Linked DNA regions of Anas platyrhynchos: all the other regions are linked to region 1. The links are chromatin contacts, called in public Hi-C maps. All regions are on one chromosome and are shown on one strand. Each heading gives the region's core, a stretch centred on a gene start, on an enhancer-like site or on the middle of the called end of the contact. The rest is flanking DNA. Distances are from core to core; before and after follow the strand shown.

The links. Hi-C and Micro-C count contacts between places; a contact is called where the count stands out from the background.
Region 2: a Hi-C map of small yellow follicle shows a contact between it and region 1, with 3 times the contacts expected there. The contact joins two enhancer-like sites. A contact is called at or near these places in 4 of 8 Hi-C or Micro-C datasets (skeletal muscle, small yellow follicle and subcutaneous adipose tissue).
Region 3: a Hi-C map of small yellow follicle shows a contact between it and region 1, with 2.4 times the contacts expected there. The contact joins two enhancer-like sites. A contact is called at or near these places in 2 of 8 Hi-C or Micro-C datasets (small yellow follicle and subcutaneous adipose tissue).

What each region holds. Positions count from the first base shown.
Region 1 is chr4:68,897,448-68,900,527 of IASCAAS_PekinDuck_T2T, forward strand. No RefSeq gene overlaps it. Among named protein-coding and RNA genes, the nearest start is that of HTRA3, 21 kb to the right of the region's middle. Within about 2 kb of position 1,499, at least 3 of the 8 cell types and tissues checked have an H3K27ac peak or open chromatin away from gene starts, as enhancers often do. A contact at or near this core is called in small yellow follicle, where this site is marked.
Region 2 is chr4:69,022,088-69,025,167 of IASCAAS_PekinDuck_T2T, forward strand. All of the region lies in intron 7 of ACOX3 (acyl-CoA oxidase 3, pristanoyl), which reads right to left. Among named protein-coding and RNA genes, the nearest start is that of ACOX3, 13 kb to the right of the region's middle. Within about 2 kb of position 1,519, at least 2 of the 8 cell types and tissues checked have an H3K27ac peak or open chromatin away from gene starts, as enhancers often do. A contact at or near this core is called in small yellow follicle, where this site is marked.
Region 3 is chr4:68,998,968-69,002,047 of IASCAAS_PekinDuck_T2T, forward strand. It overlaps ACOX3 (acyl-CoA oxidase 3, pristanoyl), which reads right to left. Exons shown (of 18, transcript XM_038178270.2): 18 at 272-3,080. Among named protein-coding and RNA genes, the nearest start is that of ACOX3, 36 kb to the right of the region's middle. Within about 2 kb of position 1,509, at least 3 of the 8 cell types and tissues checked have an H3K27ac peak or open chromatin away from gene starts, as enhancers often do. A contact at or near this core is called in small yellow follicle, where this site is marked.

The sequences.
Region 1 (3,080 bases), core at 249-2,748:
GCTGGCAGTATAGATACCAAAATAATGGTAAATTATCTTAGAGCTCACATGACAAAAAGTTTGCTGGCACAGCTATGTTATCTAATGGGACAGTGTATGAAGGTGAAATCATAAATGCCAGAACTATGTATAACAGTTTCACACCATACGTTCTCCTGTAAAAGAATATGGGATATTGTCTCAACATTTCCATGACCTGAACATGTGATTTGAAATTGAAAATTAGATATTGGGACATCACACTTTATAAATGAAAGGGATTTCAAACAGGGCCCTGCATAGCAAAATTTGGGGACCTGTTTAAATGATTTGAAGAAATCTGGATGTCTATAATTTGCTGAAGATGGAAAAGAGGAAAGAGTAAAATGCACTGTTGAGGGTGGTAATGCAAAAATGGCAAACTTCAAATCAGTGGATGTGTCACAGACAACAAAGGAAATTACTTTCTGTCCAGTGAGACCTTGGACGAAGAACTCTGTCTAGTTTAGGCACAACACAACACATGAAAGATGTTGACAAATTAGAGTACAAAGAGGAACAATAAGACTGATAGAAAGTTTAGAAAATATGAACTTTGAAGACGGGTTGAAGGAGCTATGTTTGTTTAGTCTAGAGCAGGCTGAGGGTAGATATAACAGTCTTCACAATGCCTTTTGTAAAGAAGATAGCTCTTCTCATCTGCAAGGGAAAGAAAAATAAGATTTATATTGTGTATTTTCATAATAGTAGGGTAATGAAGCACCAGAATCTGTTATGGAAGGAGAATCTCCTTCACTGCAGCTTTTTAAAAACATTAGATAAATATCTTTTGCTATATGGTATCCTAATTATGTTCATTTCTGCCTCTGTGCACCAGGGCTTCACTGGGTTCTTGGTGATCCCTTGAACTTGCATGCTTTCAAGATTTCATTTGACATAATAGAATGGTGTAAGCTATGAAGGGATGAAAAGACATCCATCTGTAAATGTCACAGAGCAAAGTGGATATAAACCAAGGGAGATGGTGATTCAGACTCTTTCATGTCTAGCACTCCAACCACTAAGTAAAAGGGCATTATATGATTTGGTTGTGTTCTGTTGGGACAAACCATGCTTAGATCACTGGAGTGAGAGGTAGGGGAAACCTGTTTTCTGACAATTTTGTAAGAGTACAGCTGCTTCTTTGGCACTGTCAGTGCTGATGTGTATGTGACCAGTGCCAAAACCGTAAGCGTACATGGGATTTAATCAGGCTGAAGTGTTGAGAAGAGATTTTGAATGGCGGCTATACCAAAACACAGGATAGATGCTTAGTAAGGAATCCCATATCCTACAGTGACTGAATGGGCTTTGGTCTACCCAAGCTAAACAATATAAAATCTTTTTGGAAGATTTAGCTTTTTCATTGTATTATTACTGCAATTTTGCTGAGCTCAGACAAGCCTAGTGCTTCTGAATGAAATGAGATATGACAGCAGAAGAGACAGACACTATTTCCTTATCTGCACAAGCACAGTATGAACCACAGTGGCAATACTACTGCTAAAAGATTTTTCTCAGTTTTGAGAGAGGATAGTTTAGTCTTCAGCCTGAAGCAGAAACAATTACTTACAGAGACTGATGATTCTGATAAGGATGTCTGTCCACTAGGAAGTGAGATTGAAAGGAGTGCAGGCTAACAAACAGTTGTGACTAACATCTCAGACAGAATTTAAATCCAATATTTAGAAAAGAAATCTAACATCCACTGCCTGTTACTGGTCTGTTCAGCAATTCATTTCCTTTCTAAAACAATTTTTATAAGCAGAATTGTGTTATACACACAGTTTTATTTCAACAGAAGTAACGCTCTAATTTTAACTGAAAAATGCAACTACTTCCTGATTTTTACAGTACTTTTCAGGAAGAATCAGATTCAACAGTGAGTCAAACATGACACAAGCTCATCCGGTAATCTTTCTTGTTACGTATTTCTGCTGGCTCACATCTCTTTTCCATCTGTCAGACCTCAATGACAATAATTCAAAATGCTAAAGTATGGGCTACATGGATGAATGAGTATGTCAGATACTAGACACCTGACATCAAAGCTCTGGCCCTCCAAACTCCTGCTTATGACCTGCGTAAAGCATTCTGAAGTCCATAAATGCTTATGATTTTGGCCATTACATTCTGTTGACTAGATATTCTTCTTGTGATACAACTATAGCTACTGTATCACAGGAAGCTCAAAACTTCTCTATCATTTAAGTTCCTTCTCTATCATTTAAGCATGCTAACAAGACATTCTTTGGCTTATTTTGTTTGACATCTCAATCAAGAAAACAGCTTCAAACTTTCTTAATAAGTCATTATTTCCAAAAAGAATAGCTGAAAGATGTTTCTCATCCTAAACATGAGGCACTGGTACTTTTGGGGAAGAACCGGTAGAAAATGGGGCAACTATGCCCCCAGTAGACCAATAAGACTGTGAAATCACATGGAATCTCTGTGGCTTAATGGTTTGGGTACTCCTTTAGCATAAACTTATAGGCACCACTGCTAAATATCTGTACTTATCCTAAAGTCCCAGATAAATATATGTGGGCTTTGCAGTTCCAGAAGAAGGTTCTTATTGGAAGAAAAGTCTTGTTTTGGAAGAGGAAGGACACCACTAAAACAGTGGGGTAATTACCCTATTCCTCCCTTTGCTGTGTCTCAGCTGCATTAAAACTACAATGACCCCAGTGCTGTAAACTTCCATTACACCTCCAACTGGCGTTGTTGATTTACCTAGATTGGCCTTTCAGCTTTGGATACTGTGGTTTGATGCTGATGAAAACTCAAGCAAACACTCTAAACACTGAATGATGACTGCTTTTTTCAGTGGTTGTGGTATTACACCAGTAACACTGTGAAGTTTACAAAGATTAAATCAACCATTCCATAGTATCAAATCCATAATAGGAGCAATACATTGTCTTCATCAAAATATACATCCAAAAATCTAGACTAGTCACAGCTTTCTTGTGTTTAGTTGGTAGAGTTCATGCTACTGTACTAATTTTACCAGCTGAGAGATTTGTTGTCATTGAGTTTGGTGTCCTATTTCAGGTATAAAC
Region 2 (3,080 bases), core at 269-2,768, 120 kb after region 1:
TGAGAAGAGTTACAGTGAGGCTGGGGAAAACTGAAACGCGGTATTTTAGCTCCAGTTTCTACGAACAAAACTCATCTAAGAATGCAGGTCTGTAGAAGAAACATTCAACAACAGTTGTAAAACAACAGAGGCCTCCTAATCCTATGTTAATGGACTTCATGGAGACACAAAAATCCAGTCACCCTACAGTTCTTATAAGTTAAGTGCCAGTCAGGCAAGGAGTTCCGGATGGTTAGACCCCTGCAAAAGTCAAGGGCAGACAAAGATCTGCTAAGGAAAAAAAAAAAAAAAAAAAAAAAAAAAAAAAAAGGCTGTCTGAAATACACTACAGATGTGAGGCCCAGTTTCTGCAGGTGATAAAACAACTTTGTGATCAGATCTGAATCTGCCTTTCCCCATTAGTATCATCAGTGCCTGTCATTGTGACAGTCATCACAATGTGGCTAACGTGGCTAAACTGGCTGTGGCTACGCTGTTGTTGTGTAATTGCAAGTGATAAAAATGAGAAGGGGATAATGCATTTAGCTCTTTAGCGATGTGACCACATCTTAGCCATATATGCAGCATTATATGTCTCACCTTGACCATAGAAACTAAGTGGAGAGGGTGAAACAGGGAAATATCAGTGAAGCCACTGCAAAATCACTGTTTTGACTTAAATTGCAAATATACAAGACATGCCTTACAAAATATTACTCACAAGGACTGACGGTAGTGTATTCAGGTAACTTAAGTTCATGTACAGGTATTTTAGCCATTATTTGTATTTTATAGCTGCTTCATCCGTTCTCTTCAGACACTTGTTTGTGGCTCTGGTCAGTGGCTCAAGGACAATCAAAACCTCAAACAGGCACGAGCTTGTTCTTTCTAGAGAAGCACAACTGATACTTGCTTTTTTATTTACATCCCTATACTGTCACTTTCCCTGTACCGGAACAGCCTCTACTGTGGCCTTGCAGTGAACCAGACCTGACAAATCATCTGCTTGAAAATAGACTTTTCTTTTTTTTTGAAGAGATTAGTTTTCAGACAGTTCCTGTTCCCTAGCTGAGTCCACTGCACAGCACAAATGTTTGTCCCAGCACAATGAAAAAGGCAGTGTGGGAGTAGAAACACAACAACCAAAGGAGCATAGTGTGCAACTTATCTTCAGCAACTACTGCTTTGGATTGTAAAATGAAGCTCCAAGAGACTACTTAGGCTCCAAAATGAACTTCAGCTCCAACCTTCCAAGTGAAATAACTGCAAACACTGGGAAATCTAAGATTTAAAGGCATAAATTCTGGGAGACAAAAATCCTTTGAAGGACTAGGCTTTCATTTGGTCTACACTCCACATCAGCAGTAGCAGAATCTTAATTTATTGTGTGTTTGTTAGTATTTCAATTTCATTGCCAGTAATTGATTAAAATTCTGCTACTGCTACAGCTACCGATAAATAAATTAGCTAAACATTTAAATGACATAATACAAAGGACTTGAATTTGTATGATGTATGAAATCTCTAGCATGCAAGGAGCATAGCAGTGAGGGCTTTCAGAACCCTCAGTCTCTTACCAGGAGGGCTACTTTTACAGGACTTACTGCTTTTCTGCCCAACAAACCCCCTTTACCCATTCCTCTTGGGTTTTGTGTTTAGTTTTCAGCATTCAGAACACTGAATCTAGCTTTGTTGTTACAGAACACATTGAATGTCACAGCAGGTTGTATGTGCAAAGATCACATGTTAACTGTATATGAAAGGTTTTTAAACCTGCTAGTAAAAAACCCTTTGGTTTTCTGAAGTCCATCATTAAATTAGACACCACTAACAATTCCTGTTCACCCAGAATACCCTTTTTTCCCCTACAAACAATTCAGTTCAAATAAACAGTTTTCTCTTTGGCAGTGGTCTGCTGTATTGTTGATAGCTTAATTTCACTAGTTCTTCCCTTATCGTAGGTTTTGTCTGCTCAACAGACCGTATCCACACTACCAGTAGATACAGCTGAATGAACTCCGAGCACATTTTATAAAGACAGGCATGTTCAGCACTATTTAAGAAACACAATTAAAACTAATTTTCAAACTCTTTCCAACATAAATTCAGGTGGGCATGTTTTCTTTTTCTGAACTGGAAAAGCAGCAGTTTACTCTTAGTTACAACAGGATATGAAATTGTTTCACTACTGATTTGGTGGCAATCATTTACTGAGGTGCACTGCATAATGGGAAGGTTTGGTAATGTTACATTACCCAGAGTAGACAAAAAACAAAACAAAACCAAGACAAAGGGGAAAAACAGAAATGGCCATCAGCAATCAACAAAGCTCTTGTTTTATGTTTCTCAACTTCTGTACGTGCCATGCATGTTACTGAAAAGCCCCTGGATCCTAAATACACTTTTTTCTTTTTTTTTTTTTTTAGTGCTTGTTTTTTTTCCCCTGATATTTCAATTTTGGGACCACAGTGAACAGCGTATTTCACAGAGTACTAGACTACTAGCAACAGGTGGACATTTTTGTATTATAAAGACTGAAGCACTTGCATCCCCTAGTGGCAGCCCGATTTATTTTTTGGAGTCTAAATTTAACGTAAGAAAAAATGTAGTTCTATCTTTAATCATGTATGTATTTATTACACCAAATTTTGTGAATGACAAAAAGAAAGGAAGATAATTTAAAATACTTTGAAGTGATTTTTTTTTTAAATGTTATTCTAGTTAAATAACATTCTAGTTAAGAAGTTATGAGAATTATTTAGAAAGACAGACTCTGAAGGAGCAGGTTAGTCAGTTGAATTCACACCACAAAAATTCCCACATTATTTCTGCACCTCTTACTGAAAACATTACACTTTGCATTAGAATGTATCAGTCAAACTTCAGCCAAATGACAGAGGAGATTAATCTTCTAAAACCAAAAGGGACTGTTACAATCACCTTCTCTGTTCTCTTACATAGCATAAATCAATTACAATGTTCTCTGTTCTCTTACATGGCATAAATCAATTACAATGTCCAAGCAAACTAGATTTTTTTCTCCATGCCCTACAAATATGCTCATGAGTTTAAATCTGTATACCCATGTTGAAAAGGCGTAT
Region 3 (3,080 bases), core at 259-2,758, 100 kb after region 1:
AGTGAACCGAGCTAAAATGATCCGGAGCCTTACTCTGACCTCGGGCTAATGAGAATTGGGAACAACAAAACAGTACCAAGACCCATGGAGTTACAGGGCTCCGAGAGGAAACACGGGCCCTGGGATGTTCACGTTGTTGCATATGAGACAGAATGGTCACGCTGACAGCAGTGTGTGCTAGCATTAAATCACCACTCAGGTCTGAAAACACATTATGTCAGTAAGGAAAATACATGAATAAAAGCAAACAGAAGAGAAACTTGCTACTCTGCAGAATTCATGGTAAAACATTTATTATAGTGGGAAAGAGGTTTACAGACAGAAATGGAAGAGCATGAGTCTACGGCTTAGTGCAGAAAATAAGCACCTCTGGGAAAGCCATATCCCCAGATCTGCAGCTGTAAAGCTGGTAGGGCTTCCATCTGACTCCCTGTTCCTTTCTTCTGACACCATCACTCCTACAAAAGGTGATGTGAAATATCCATGTATGTATCTTGCCACAGCAGCAAAGGAGGTGTGTGCATTCAGTGTCTTAATGCATGAATTATTAAATTATTAAAACATGAATATTATTTTTTTTTCTTATATAAAAAAGCTTTTTTGCTTTAATTGACTCACATCAGCAGAAATATCACATCACAGAGGAAAGCAGTTTGAAATACCGTCGGTGGGGACGCAGCCTGACAAAATCTCAAAGAAGAAAAATGCCATTACTTAGGAGACAAGCCACTCTGGGCACAGTGAAATCTTGTTGATCAGGGCTCGTGCAAACATCTACTTGAATTCAAGTTTCTGGTGACAGACTTAGCTGCCTTCATGTGGCAGCTCGAAAGGACAGATTCCCATGGCCAAATTGTTTTGGGTTGAAGCTATTTGACAGCCTCTGACCCAGCTCTCTGCCCAAGTTAAAATGTCACATCCAACCTTATTTGGCTTTTGAACTGGGAAGGAAATGACTTTTCTGTTCAGCCAGAAGTTTCTTTTATTTAATGTCCTGTGAAGAGGAACAAACTGCATATAACAATGACATCTTGTGGTAAGTGTTGAATTATTGACCTATGATTTAGTAGAGGACTGGATGCCAAATTTCATTACATCTTTCTCCCTCCATGCTACTCTGCATACAGCTTCTGGCCTTCTGACACACTGGATATAGAAGTCCTCTAGAACCTCTGGCTTGTTACTGACTTAAGAGGAAAATGATTTTGCTTACTTGGTTGTGTTGTTCTGGCTTAATACACAGAGCAGAACTTCATAGTAGTAACTGATTAAGGAATGCTTATCCAGATATTCATACATAAATTATTAAGGCTTTGGTAATCGTTGAGTGCAGAATGCCTTGGAGCTACATAGTGAGCCTGCTGCACTGTGGCTCTGCAGAGTGTGAGAGTAAATGGAGATAGCCTCTGTTGGCAGCACAGAAAGCCCAACAGCTGCTGAACACCTGGCACGGAGTGTGCGAAGTCTTGGTGAGCAGCCACCATCGCCCCCTTGGATGGGGTACAGAGATGTTGGGTGTCACAAACTCCCTACGGCCCCCTTTATGTCTGCTTCATTTTTACTTGCTCCAGCTTTGGCACTTTGTTATCCAAGGTGTGGTAAAATGTGTAGGTGGCCAACTCCTCCCATGACTGTATGGGTATTCAAAGATCCCACGAAGCTCTAAACTTGGAGCAAGCCGCATGAAAGACTTGCACAGTCCATAAGCATGTCATTTTACTGGGTATCCAATTCTGCCTGCCCATAATCATATGCTTGCTGGCAGACTCTGCAGTGCTTGTTTTAGTCAAAGTTAGGAGGTTTTCAGTACAAACATCACATTTCCCCGTCAGTTTGTAGTCCTTATCAGCACGGAGGAGCTCAGCTTTTATCAGGGATTTTGAATGTTGACTTAATAGTAGCCATAAATAAGATTAGCTGGAACTGTTTAGGGATATATTTCTACAGAAGTGATAGGATTATGTTTTTCCTGTCATGTTTGGTAGATAACTTTGGGGCTCACTGTGTCTTCAGTTTGGTTCTAATGCAACACAGCTGATTTTTCTGGAGTTTTTTTGGAAGAAAAAAAATGTGCAAAACTCTCTTTTTCTTCTGGGCTGCAAAGGTCTCACAAATAAACTTCTAGTATATATGCAAGATATAAATACAGCTCTGCTATGTTTCTTCTTCCTAGGTGTGGAAAGAGGTAGGAAAAGACTGCACCACTCACGAAGAGCTGAGAGGTGATGGTGAAATCCCACATATGTAAGACAGTTAAGACATAATGCTGCTGTGATCAGTTGGTAGTAGTGAATGAGGAGTGGCAGATCAGTGCTGCTGCTTGCTCCATTTTGTGCAGAGGGGCATCTCTTCTCCCTCTTGCCCCTTTTGATACCAACAATCCTGGTGTTCATACCAGATATCAGGCACAACGTGCTCTACCTACTTCCATCAGGTCTGCACACATGCAAGTAGTAGACAGCTGCTGGATTCCCCAGTGATACAGAAAATAGATTAAGTTAATTATGTGACTATAATTCTATAATATCTAATCTAGCTGTAGTGATCTAATATTTTCCATGGGATGATGCCACCTATTGGACATCCTTAAAAGAAGCAAAACAGTTCAAAGAAAATTAATACTGATTTGTTTATCAGCAAAGATGGCTAAACTTTTGACTGTTTCATACAGTTCAATAGCTAGACAAAGAGCTTGCGTTGGAACATCCTGAACTGTGGTACTTCGTTAGAGAAGAAGAAAGAATAGAGACAGGAGAAGAAAGAATAGTTCCAATGGAACTACACAAAATATTTTTGTTTGTTTTTAACAAAGTATGTTGAGGGTGATCTTATAATTGACCATGAATTGCTCTTAAAACCTTAAAAAAATCTGTTTGGTAAATAAATGTACCTTGAGGTCCTCTGAGAGATCTTGACACTGCCCTTTCAATGCATTCTCCAGTAATGAAATGTTTCCTGAACTCTGTGAGATTTGGATGGAACTGTAGAAGCCTCTACAGAACTACCTGATCACATTGTAGCAGTCTGTAAGGACTCACTTTCAAATATTGACATTGCAGCTATCGAGGAAATTGTAAAAC